3 separate regions of the Mus musculus genome follow, and all the other regions are linked to region 1. The links are chromatin contacts, called in public Hi-C and HiCAR-type maps. All regions are on one chromosome and are shown on one strand. The core of a region is the stretch at or near the end of the contact, and the rest is flanking DNA. Distances in the headings are between cores, read along the strand shown. Region 1 holds the start of Bbx (bobby sox HMG box containing). Region 2 overlaps Cblb (Casitas B-lineage lymphoma b). Region 3 holds the start of Cblb (Casitas B-lineage lymphoma b).

Region 1 (4,170 bases), core at 993-3,492:
AAAAATAAAGTATGTCTTCCTGGAAGTTGGAAGTTGGAAGTAAAAGTGAGGAGTGGGCTAGCCTTCCCTAAATTTTATTTTATATAGTATGCTAAAAGTAAGTCGTAACGCTTCACCCAGCAATTAAATATATCAACTTTTGCTGATTTTTAACTCTTCAAAAAGAAGCACCTCAAAACCCTCCAGAAATGTTTCCTCTGTCTGCCTTGTGTCTGTGAAAGTTGTCATTTCAAAAACAGGGCCTTCCAGCTGCTCAAAACCTAGGAAATGTCCGGGGCTTCATTTTCTCACCACTGACATCTGTGCCTACCTGGTTTGTCCCTGCCTCCTTTCTCATATAGCAAGACAGAGATAGGAGTTAGCGCAGACTTCAGACCAGTGTACTGTGGATAAGGAATACTTGTTTCTTTCTGTCAGTTGCATGCAGAGGGATATGATAGGACTTTCAGTATTATCACTTGGAATACCCGTGGTTTAGAGGATTTTTTTCTTTAAAATTTATTTTCTTTTAAAAATAAACAGAATACCACACCTCTAAACAGTACTTCACTTTCTAAACTTCATAAACTTCTTTTTCTTTAGGTTTCTTTTTCTACTCTTATGCAAGCACACATGTTCACTTAATTTATTTATGACTATGAAAAAAATATCTTAGGAACGAATCAAGGAAATAAAACAGCTGGGACAGATGTGGTGGTGCACACCTTTAATTCCAGCACTCAGGAAATAGAGGCAGTGGGGTCTCTGTGAGTTTAAAGACAGCCTGATATATCTAGTGATTTCCAGGCTAGGCAAGGCCACTCAGTCAAACCTTGCCTCAAAAAACAAAAACAAAACCACCCCCCCCCCCAAACAAACAAACACACAAACAAAAAGTCCAAAACCCAAAACCAGAACAGAAAGGTTTTCTTACTCGGTTTACTTTTAAAATTTAGGCTATCAGTTAGACTATAAAAATCATACTATTTAATCTTCAAAACTGTTTGTATTTAAGATTCTTGAAAATTTTGGATCCTGGTCAGAAGGAACTCCAGGAAAACATCTGGGACCTAGAATAGTCCCAGTGAGTTGTAGATGCTGAATAACCATTTAATGAAGGCAATCTTGGGAAAGCTTATTTTAATCTTTAAATAAAAACTAAAATCAACTCTAAGAATGAAGGAGACTAAAAGAACTCATATGCTCAAAAGATTGCTCAACTAGTTAAAAACTTGTGTGTGCATTTTATTCTGTTTTAATTCCTAGGTTCGGTTCTTTCTAAGTATCCCTTTGACTTGTTTATATCAAACTGTTAACAAGATCTGCCAAAGATACAGCATAGTAAAAATATCATTAAAACTAGATCTCGCTTTCATTGTCTCTAGAAATCACCCACCATAGAGTAGTCATATACAGCGGGAAATACATAAAACAAAGGATGTGTGTGCGTGTGCGTGTGCGCGCGCGCGCGCGCGCGTGTGTGTGTGTGTGTGTGTGTATTATAAATCTTGGCTATATTGAACCAAGAGGTCTATTTCTAAGGCAGACTGTCGATTGTCATTTTCCCACAAGGTGTGTAATTTCAGCACACCTTGTGTACCCATACAGGTGATTGCCCTCTGACTTTCAAGTGCACATTCGGCTACTTTAGCATAAGGTTTATCTTTGTTTCTGCCTGTTGTATTGATTTTTTTTCTTACTTTCTGAATTTGCTTGCTAACGAGGCAGTCACAATCTCAAAGCATTCTAGTCTTGATAAACTTATCTCGCACTATTTTGGCCTATGTGATGGCTAACCCATTGACAAAAGAAATCTAAGCTGATAAAAGCCTTTCTCGGCCACTTGTTAGCAGGCCGGGCTGTAAAATCATAACACAATGCTCGCCTCTTTCATGGGGCACCACAAGGCAGCGATCAAACCCATCCCTCCTCACTTCCATATCCAGTGGAGTTGTAGTTTATTACCATAACCCTCCCAAGTCAAAAGGACACCAGTTTCAAGCCTGGCAACTTGGTATAGAGAGGGCTTCCTTCCTGACCCCTACTCTGCTGGGCCTCACTACCTGTCTTCGCCCACTGTCTACAGGTCCCGAACATTAGAAAATAGAAAATGTGATGATCTTTGTGTGTCTCTGTGAAATGTGTGTATGTGTGCGTGTGTTTGGGTGTAACGCGCCTCCTGTTTGGCTGCGCCGCCCGTCCGTCACGGCGCGGGCCAATGGCAGGCTGCCTTATATAAAATGAGTGTTTTCAGTCTCTCCGGGTTGCATGTACTGTATGTGGAGCAGTGTACAGTGGAGCGGAGGCAGCGCGGCTCCGCAAGCTCCTCTCCACTTTCCCATAGAGAGCCCCTGACTGGCCGCTGAGGGCGAGCCACACACACGCCCTCGCGCCGCGGCGAGCCCGCGAGGTAGGCGCCCGCCATCCGCAGCCTTCGCAGGCGCTCTCCCGCACTTTCTGTTTTCCTACTCACTTGCGAGCCGCCGGGGCTGCAGCCCGAGGACTCCGCGGCAGGAGCGGCGGCAGCGGCGGCGGCAGCCGGTAGGGTGGACTTGAGGAAGGCGAGGGGAACCCGCGCGTCCGGAGCCCGAGCCGCCACCGGCCGGCGCCTCGCGGGCCACTTTCCCCTCAGCCAAAACTTTGGGTGGCGAGAGGTCGGGCCGAGGGTCGCGGCGGCCGCGCCGGCGGGCCCGGGCCGGGGGGCGCGCGGCGCTGCCCGGCGAGCGCGAGCTGGGGGCCGGGCTGGGGAGGAGTAGGCCAGCCGGTGCCAGGCTGCGTTTGCAGGCAGCACCTCTCGGCGCCCGGGCAGCGCCGCCCGAGGGGGCACGGAGCCGGGGCGCGGGGTTGAGCCGCCCGAGGAAAACAACAACGGAGCGGTCCCCTCACGCCGGCGGGCGGCTCGTGGCCGCCCCGGGAGCCCCAAACTTCAAGGAGGCGAAAGTACGTGGAGGAGCCCCGGGCAGGGCTCGGCTGCCGGGGGAGGTGGGGCCTGAGGAGCCCGGGGCAGGGGTGGAAGGTACGGGAAGGCTGCCCTCGGTGGGTCGGGGCTACATTTGGTGTGTGTGCGACGGTGACCGGGACCGGCAGCCCGGTTGCTCGTTCATCTGCAGAGTTAGGATTTGGGTGTTCCGGCCCCGAGATCGGTGTCCCCCTCACCCCCCACCCCCAGCCAAATGCGCGGCGAGTGGAGAAAGTGCTGTTCCAGTGCCAGAGTAGCCTGGAGGAAGAACAGGGGAGAGGGGAAGAAGGCGAAGAAGGCGAGAGAGGGAGAGGAGGGGAGGGGAGGGAAAGGGGAGAGGGAGGGGAAGAGAGAGAGAGAGAGAGAGAGAGAGAGAGAGAGAGAGAGAGAGAGAGAGAGAGAGAGAGAGAGAGAAACGGGAGGGAAGAGAGGAGGGGGGAGAGGACGAGGGAGGCTGTGTCAGGATTTTGCTTGAATGTGGGATTATGTTGTGTCAATAAGTTTAAGGTGGAGAGAGCGAGGCTGGGGGTGGTGGCGGTGGAGGGGAGGAGGAAGGCCTTGGCTGGTTAAAGACTCATTCTGAAGGTAAGTTATGGCATTGCACGGTCGCGATGACAGAAAACTTGCAGATCCTTTATCCGGGGATGGGGTCGATGCCTCTAGAAAGAGCTCCCCAACCCTCGGAAGCCACGCTCGTGTTACACTGTTATTTTCTGCGATCCGGGTCGCTAGTAAATTACAGAAATCAGACTGGAGGCTTCTTTCCCTCCTCCACCTCGAATCGCTCGCTCACCCTCAGAAATGTATTATTATTATTATTATTTTAAAATTTATTTTGGGGAGATCGCATGAAACTTAACGTAACTGAGACCGAACCGGATTCTTGTAATTTACAAGGACCCCGAATCCAGGAATCTGGAACACGTTTATGTGTGAAATACCCGCGATCATTTCTGCTAAATGAGGAAGGTAAAACGAAACGATGCAAAAAGCTAAGACACAACATGTACGACAGAGGAGGGGGGGGGGAGAGGGAGAGACACAGAGACAAGCTATTTTTTGCTTTCCTTTCTACAGAAAGGAAAATAAAGCGTGCATTCCCCTTCCTTCCCAGTGTGTAGGGTCTAGTCAATATTTTAACTGTCTGAGGACAAATTAGCCCAGGTGGATCTTGTTGAAAAGTTTCTCGAGGTGGGGTGGAGGTGGGGGGGGGAGGTAGCTGGAGGGGGAGG
Region 2 (4,170 bases), core at 1,144-3,643, 1.6 Mb before region 1:
CTCACAAGAGACAGCCATATCTGGGTCCTTTCAGCAAAATCTTGCTGGCGTATGCAATGGTGTCTGTGTTTGGAGGCTGATTATGGGATGGACCCCTGGGTATGGCAGTCTCTAGATGGTCCATCCTTTTGTCTCAGCTCCAAACTTTGTCTCTGTAAGGCCATGGGTGTTTTGTTCCCAATTCTAACAGCTTCTGGGACAGGCAGAAGCAACCTTTTCTCTTATTAAAGTATTTTTTTTCCCAAAGATATTCTCCATGCTGTAATAAAAAGTTAATTCATGGCACGATAAAGTACCTTCACAAGATTTGCCAGTCAAACTTTATCCAAAGTTGATTCACACGAGTGCATCAAATAAGGTGAAACATGTGAAATACAAACATGCAAGCCAGTATCACCCAACCTCATGCTAACTAGAACAGATAAAGGGCAGCTCAAGGTACAGGCAGGCGGGAGGCAAACGTCTGCCACTTACAAGACCATGATCAAGGCTGGAGGAAGGGACAAGGAAAGCCTGATCCAAAGCCCCGGTCTCCCATTCCCTACAGTGCACCCAGTCTCCCATTCCCTACAGTGCACCCAGTCTCCCATTCCCTACAGTGCACCCAGTCTACCATTCCCTACAGTGCACCCAGTCTCCCATTCCCTACAGTGCACCCAGTCTACCATTCCCTACAGTGCACCCAGTCTCCCATTCCCTACAGTGCACCCAGTCTACCATTCCCTACAGTGCACCCAGTCTCCCATTCCCTACAGTGCACCCAGTCTCCCATTCCCTACAGTGCACCCAGTCTCCCATTCCCTACAGTGCACCCAGTCTACCATTCCCTACAGTGCACCTGGTCTCCCATTCCCTACAGTGCACCCGGTCTCCCATTCCCTACAGTGCACCCGGTCTCCCATTCCCTACAGTGCACCCGGTCTCCCATTCCCTACAGTGCACCCAGTCTCCCATTCCCTACAGTGCACCCAGTCTCCCATTCCCTACAGTGCACCCAGTCTCCCATTCCCTACAGTGCACCCAGTCTCCCATTCCCTACAGTACACCCAGTCTCCCATTCCCTACAGTGCTTAGCCATCGAACACTCAGAACCCAACAAAACATGTTCTCACGTGACTCCAACTTAGGAGTGCTTCTCTACGTCCTTAAATGTCTCCTGTGGTACACTTCTCTACCTGAGTCCAATCCATGCCCCGACAGGAGTGTTAACATTAGATCCAAAGTATTTCCTCACAAGCAGTCTTTCCTGACCCCCAGCTGGGTTCCAAGATCTTATCTGTGAAACCTTCTGACTTGAACACCCCTCAACAAAGTAGGACATCAAAGGTGTAAGACGGAGTTCAACGTCTAAACTATCAGCTAGGATGCTCCCACAAACACAAAATAAAGCTTAAATCCTAGGCACTGACTATTCAGAAGAGGCCTCACAGTTAGCTGTCAGGACTGGAGCAGCGAGCGTGAACTGGATCCACACCACACTAAGGAATGACAAGAGAGGGGTGTGGTGAACACAGCTTAGCCTTTGGCAAATGGATAATACTCGGAGGCACACAGAGACTCAGGGCAAATGCTTGAAATCTTTACAATCCATGAGTTCCAGCTCAGGTAGAGAAGCCGCTGGGTGATCTATGAAAATGCCGTGCATCCCCACTTCTGCCCAAGCTCCAGTGACCCGCAGTGAATTGGGAACTTTCTAAAATAACCCCTCGTTAAAGGTCATGGCTTGAGAGGCGGGACAGCAAACACAGTCTCACCCCTCACCCCATGAACTCGCCATCGCTGAAATACTAGATAAAAATGCTAGGTATTCAGGCCTTCTGGCTATTTTAATCCCCCATAAGAGACAGGCTGCAGTAAACGCGTATGCACTTGCTGTTAGGATGAAGCCATACACACAGCAGAGGTGGCAGCCAGACACTTTACATGGCGGGCAGTCATCGGAGCCAGCAGACATCTGTACTGACTCAAATCCAATGAGAATCTTGGTGGCCTAAGATCAATAGCATTTGCCTTTGTGTTTCACCTCCAAAGCTCCTGCTACTTCCTAAGGTTGGTGGTCTTGGCTGGGAAAGATGACAGTTTGCCTAAAACTGGGGGAGCGTCAGTGTTCTAAGGAAATGGGAAGAATGTTAGGAGAGGCTACCTGGGACACTTTCTCTTGAAGAATGGCGTCCCTGTCAAGCCCAGGGTCCCTGCCTCTGTCAAGTACAACAACCGTTGATGTCCCCATACGAATTAATGTAGGAGAGTCATCTGGGTCTGAAAGTACCGCTTTCAAAATGAAATGTTGATTTGGGAGTGTTTCCAACCTTGTTGGAATACACAAGATCCCCAACTCTAGAAGAGCAACGGGAACTTGAAAAGGGCAGTTCAGGTAGGTTCTCAAACCAGTCTGGGGAAATACCACAAACACGTCACCGAGACAATAATGAAACAAGAGAGCCAGCCTCTGACCTCCAGGGTTACAAGATGAGAAAAACAGTTTGGCATTTATTTTAAGGGCAAGTTTCAAAACCCAACACTGGCCTGAGAAACAGGAACCAATGCTGAGGCTTTCTTTACATAGAGGGACAGCAGCCAAACATAATGGTAACTTTGAGATAACTGACATCCTACACTGCATAACTGACAAAAACACACCAAGCCACCCCCTCCCTGGCATTATGAGTCAAAACAAACTGCTGACAAACGCAGACAGCTATGTGAGGGGGTGCAACAATAACAGAGAACACACAGGCCTCTGTTTGTCTTTCAAGTGTTACAAGTCAGCTTGTGATGGGAGAACACAGCAGCTATTTCTTTAAAAGGCTGTTTACACATTGAAAACGTCTCAGATGTTCCTCAAAGCCACTTTGCTTATACAGAAGAAAAGGAGGGGGTAGGCATAGTTAGCAAGAATGCCAGAGCCAAGCCTCCAAGAATGCCTTTTAAAAGGAATAAAGGGGAAAGAGACACTAAGAAGGTACAAGAGAACTTTCCCGAACATCTAACGGAATTCTCACATCATATCCTACACATCAAGAAATTCTATCAACAGCAATGCAGGATAGTTTCCAGAACACGATGCCTGCTACTCTAAGGGGGATCTGGAGCAGGGAAGACCAACCATGTTCTGTCAAGGCGAACCACGAGTTATGATCAAGGACCTTTGTCAATAATGCAGACCAAACAAAACCACGTTATTCATGTCGAAAGCGCACATTTGGAGGATTCCCCAGTTGTTGTAAGCTGGTATATTTAGGGTCATGAGCGCAGCACAGAACAGAAACAAAAAGTCTTTAAGGAAATGTTAATATAAGAATTTAAAGGAAGTGAAAACAGCTCGCAGGGGTTCAGAGAGCCAGCCACTGAGTGGGAGAGCTGTGAATGCTCACTGCGCATGCGCACGGGGCATGCAGGAGCAGGCAGAGGCGCTGTGTGTAACCACCTCTAACTTTTCCACAAACGTTACTTCACTAAAGATAGACACACAGTTAAGACAGCGCCCTGAATTGTGACTACTCTGCAATAAACAGCAGTGATATTAATCTATTTACCCACGTGCCTTTCTTTTAAAATAACTGGCCCCGGAACTGGCCCCGGCTGCCAAATCTCAGGAAGGTGGCATTGTTTATCCACAAGTTCTAAATGACCGACTTTAGACTTTTTGCTAGTTTCCAATGTGAAATTTTACCTTTTACCTCTTTCCAAGCAATAGAAGCTCTTTATCTAGATTAAATCAAGATTTTCAAATAATAATATGGAAATTGGGAGAAATAGCAACTATTATATGTATCTGCCAAGTCTGAACACTGTTTTGAATACTATGTGGAAATACACAGAAGTGACTTTTGCCTTTAAATTAATTGAAGGCTATTCCTTCCTTGGAACCTTGCTCACTCTCAAGGGCTTTCTCATTTTCCTTTAATCCATCGATGTTCTCTTTGATCGGAAGGGGAGAAAAAAAAACTGAATTAAACTTTTCTCAATATTTGTAATGCCACCACTTATCACCACTTAATATGACAGCAGTAGGTACTTAGCATGACAGCAATATGTGATGACACAGGGCTGACCGTCACATGACAGTCCTTGATAAGGGCTACATGTGTCAAAGGAACACAAGACAGTCTGCTCAGATTGGTCAGAGAACACTGAAGCCCTGGAGGTGAGCATGAGGGAGGGTAGGCG
Region 3 (4,170 bases), core at 885-3,384, 1.6 Mb before region 1:
ATAAAGATGAGTTTACAGGGATAAAAATCAAACTCTTCAATACTGAATCCTCCCTGGAGTTCTGGTTCTTTCCCCAGTAAAGGTTTCAACATCACCCATGTGCTTGTCCTAAGTGTGCTCCAGCAGAGCCTATTGTTCACTTGTTAGCCTTATATTATCTAGTAGCAAGGCAACTCCACATAAGACTAAGCAAACTTCCAAACCATACTATACACCCAGCAAAAGTAGCCAATGGTATAAACTGCATATTGGAGTAATACCCAGGGGCTCTGGAACTTGAAAAGCAAGATAATAAGTTAGAAAGAGTAATAAAAAAATAAAAGTCTTTCCTCTGAATTCAACTTTTGCAAACACAGAGTTGAAGAAAAATGGCCCAACCTAAATACAAAGCTCATCACCATAATAGTGATTATTAGCCATACATATAAATAAAACCCGAAGAAATCGCATTCAGGGTGCTGAGGGCCGTGTACACACACTGACTGAACTCACCACTTTGTCCATGAGTTTCCAAGTCTTCTCCACAGTCCTGCGGTCAGCTGCAGCTTGCTTTGGGGGTCCGACTGCATCCTGAATAGCATCAATAATCCCCAAAATGCGACCTTTGCGGGGGTTTCCTCCTCGACCACCAGGATTTCTGCCATTCATAGAATTTGCCATCTGGAATCTTAGTCCTTTTTGCAAGATAGAATTTCAAGAGAGGAAAAGTTAGCTGGATATGAAAGTATTTCCCCAACAGGAACCTGAACTGAACAGGCTCACTTGTACCCATTAATGATATTCTCCGCTGTCTCTGTGACAAAGCCCAGGGTCCCAGATTCAACTTTTTAGTAACCCTGAGTAAGGGCATCCTCCAAGTTAGGAGCCATGACACAAGATTTGCTCTTACAATACTAAAAGTTAAAGATGCATCCTCTGCCCGTGTTCTATGAAGCTACAGCTCAACATCATCAACAAAACAACTTTTAACAGGTAAGAACACAATGTCGTCCCCCCCCCCCCTTCTGCTGTAATCCAGATTCGAAATACTAGAGCTGCAACTCCTAAAATTCACGTTGGGAGCCTCACTTCAGTAGCCTCCTTCACGCTGTTTGATTTCGCCAAGTTATTACATAAATGCAAAGTACTCCACACACGCAAAAGGGACACGTCTCTTGTCAACAAAGGCGGAGGACTTGGATACCCCCCCCGCGCGCCCCGCGCGCGCGCGTCCCCTCTCCATTCCCCCAACACCCCCCCCCCCCGCAAAAGCCAGCAGCTGCGGACACACAAATAGTTCTTTAAAGCAGTGAGGTGAGTAGTTTTTCCCTAGAGCCAAATAAACAAACCAACAAGCAACCCCTTCTTAAAAAGCGGTGAGAACCCGGCAAGGGCGGGCACGCACCGCGGAGTTCACTTCTCCGGTGGTCCCTCTTCTGCCTACCCGGTATCAAGTGGTCCAAAGCTTTGTTTCAGAACGTCTGTACCCTTTCCAGGCTCGGGCCTCTAGCCCGCCACTCAGGGGTCTGGGAAAGAGACGAGGAACTCAGCAAAGATAAAGTAGCCCTAGACCCCGTCCTGGCTTCCCAATCCCACAGCCTGCCCGATCTAGCGCCAGTAGCACGCACCTCCCACCGGCGGCGATCAGCCAGAGTCCGCTCCCTCCCGGGCCCCGGGCCAGCCAGGGACTGCTGTTTAAATCCCCACTTGGCTCAGGCCCGCAGCGGCGACAGCAGCTGGAAGCTAGGGCTGTCCCCTCTCCCTGATGGCCCGCGCCCAGCTGCAGGGCCCCCGAGCCAGCAAGAGACGTCCAACCCCGGGATGACCCATTCCTTCCTCTACTCGGGTCACCGCGGCCGTCCCGAGCCACGCGTGATCGCGGGTCCCACTCCACACACACACGCTGCCCTGGCTGGGGTGGCTCGGGTGGGGACTCTGTGGAATCGCCCTAGGAGAGCGCTCCGGGGAAGGAGCCACCGAGATCTAGGAACACCGAGACGCGGGGACGCGGCAATTACCGTGCAAAAAGCTCCACGCCCGCCCGGCAGTCCCGCGCCACACTCGGGAGGCCGCCGCAGCGCCCGCCGGAGGAGGAGACCACTCACTGGCCACCCCACCCCTGAGCCATCCCCGGAGACCAAGGCGTGGGGCGGAGCTAAGGCGGAGCCTTGAGTCTTCGAACCAATCCTGAGAGGCTGCTTTCTGCCAGACAGCGGGCGGAGCCAATGGGCGGGACGAGACGCTCCTCCCGCGCTACCCCCCAGTCCACGTCCTCCACGGTACACAATGGCCCCAGAGGAAGGCCCACTCCACTGCGTCCCACTTGGAGAAGAACTCGTTGGGAAATGGACCTAGGCTAGCCTGGAACAAAAGTGGAACGAGGAAAGGAACTGAAAAAGTAGCAGCAAGGCGCCGGGGAGCTAACCAATGAGGGGTGCGCAGGTGGGCGTGAGCGCCCCGAGCGGGAGTCTAAGCCAACTGGGGCTAAAAGGCGGGACTTCCTGCCTCACTCACCTTCCTAGTCTTTGTTTCATAGCAACAGAGTAGAGGCTGCCAGGGTGGTGCTGCTTTTCAGCTCTGGGCGGGTCCCAGGCTTAAGAAATTCATCTCCCTAGGGCTGCCAAACTGCTACCCAGGAGAGCAGCCAAATAGGTCCAAGACCATGTTTCTTGTTGACTGTCAAATAAAGAGCAGCAGTCCCATAGCTCCTAAGATGAAGGTTACCCTCACATAGAGTAGGCTAGGAGTAAAACCCGAGTGCCAACTAAAACTTCCTAAATTTCTGAAATGTTTCCCTTTTACTATTAGTTCTAGAAGGATTCCAGATCAAACATCAGGCTGATGAGAAAGCAAATACTTGACAACTCTCAGCTAAATAGTCTCTGTAAATCGTCCCAGGACAGTAAAAACTCCACACAATGGGGATTACTAATCTGTTTGACACCTTTATATTCCAAACAAGTTTTCCCCTGGATTCCAGTAAAGAACTCTGCTGTTGGATTTTTGCCAGAGTCACTTTTCTTCTATGTAGATGAATCTTCATTTTAATGACAACCCTGTTTCTGCCATCCTCTTCCAGTGTTCGTCTCTTTCTGGGCTCCGTCCTTGATAGCCGTGTAAAAGAAAACAGTCTGGTAACGCTTACAGTGAAATGCCAGGGCCCTTCTGTCATCAGAATCACACATTAGACAAGTTCCATGATTCTCTCTATTTGGTTCACCATGCTCGTACCATTTGCCCCAGGTTTACATACCTGGGAGTGATTTCCTCTGTCATTGGTAGTATGGATACACCTCACACCTTGAGCTCCTGGGTGTAATACTTTGCACTTTTTAAAAATGTCATACGTGCATACATGCATAAGCATACATATGTACATACATACATACATACATATAAGCATTTTCTAACCAACTATCCTGATAAATGTGTCTCAGTGGTTCTGCCAATCCCTAATAAGTATTTTAGTGCTACAATTATTACTGTGAAGGCTCCTGAGTGGTCATAGAATGTCCTGCAATCCTAAATTCAGATTGTTATGATTTTCATGTAATGGAAACAACCAAAATGTGACCCTTTAGGCAATCAGGCAGTAAAGTACAAGTCTGGAAGTAATATTTTCTTTCATTATTTCTGTACTAATAATTAAAAAGTAGTTTCTTGTTTTATATATGTAGATGGTGCAGGCTTCTCCATAGCCCCTCCATATCTCCCTTATTGCTTGTAACAGTAGCTATGGTTGCTAAGTGGAGACAGTATTTAAAAAGAACTCTGTGGTTACATCCTCTATGTGTATAAAATGCACCTTTAAAGTCAATTCCAAAAGAAACTGGCACTATGTGTAGAAGATTTTGCTATGCCCAACCTTATACTGTATAATTAAATGTGTTGCTTATCTTCATATTTGAATAAATGTAAAATGGAACAAAATACATATACAATACAGTTCCTTTTGAACTGCAGTTTGCTGAAGGCAATGACACTAAAAAAATAGAATGGCCTGCGGAGCAAAGTGCATCATGGAGATACAGTGACAAGCCTCATTATGTTCTGCTCCTCTGCTCTGGCTGGGACACAGGTATAACAAATATCTCTGGGGCTGCCAAACTTTTCTAACCAAAGCAACTAAAAACTGGTCTAAGATAGTGTTTATGTAGGCTGACAAAAATAAAAATCTGTTAGTTGAGGTTC

Evidence for each region. Hi-C and Micro-C count contacts between places; a contact is called where the count stands out from the background. HiCAR-type assays count read pairs that join an accessible place to other places.
Region 2: a Hi-C map of B cells shows a contact between it and region 1, with 8 read pairs. The contact joins the enhancer-like site here to the promoter of Bbx in region 1. A contact is called at or near these places in 1 of 39 promoter capture datasets (hippocampal neurons), 1 of 484 Hi-C or Micro-C datasets (B cells) and 2 of 115 datasets of contacts at active chromatin or transcription factors (pancreatic cancer cells and stem cell-derived neural progenitor cells).
Region 3: a HiCAR-type map of astrocytes shows a contact between it and region 1, with 7 times the contacts expected there. The contact joins the promoter of Cblb here to the promoter of Bbx in region 1. A contact is called at or near these places in 1 of 39 promoter capture datasets (pre-B cells) and 1 of 115 datasets of contacts at active chromatin or transcription factors (astrocytes).

Annotation. Positions count from the first base shown.
Region 1 is chr16:50,430,461-50,434,630 of GRCm38.p6, reverse strand. Bbx (bobby sox HMG box containing) reads left to right here and starts at 2,242. Exons shown (of 17, transcript NM_027444.3): 1 at 2,242-2,389.
Region 2 is chr16:52,059,639-52,063,808 of GRCm38.p6, reverse strand. The region is part of intron 3 of Cblb (Casitas B-lineage lymphoma b); the gene reads right to left. Among named protein-coding and RNA genes, the nearest start is that of Cblb, 30 kb to the right of the region's middle. Within about 2 kb of position 2,393, at least 228 of the 459 cell types and tissues checked have an H3K27ac peak or open chromatin away from gene starts, as enhancers often do. A contact at or near this core is called in B cells, pancreatic cancer cells and stem cell-derived neural progenitor cells, where this site is marked.
Region 3 is chr16:52,029,513-52,033,682 of GRCm38.p6, reverse strand. It overlaps Cblb (Casitas B-lineage lymphoma b), which reads right to left and starts at 2,134. Exons shown (of 18, transcript NM_001033238.1): 1 at 1,998-2,134; 2 at 493-674. The coding sequence starts at 660.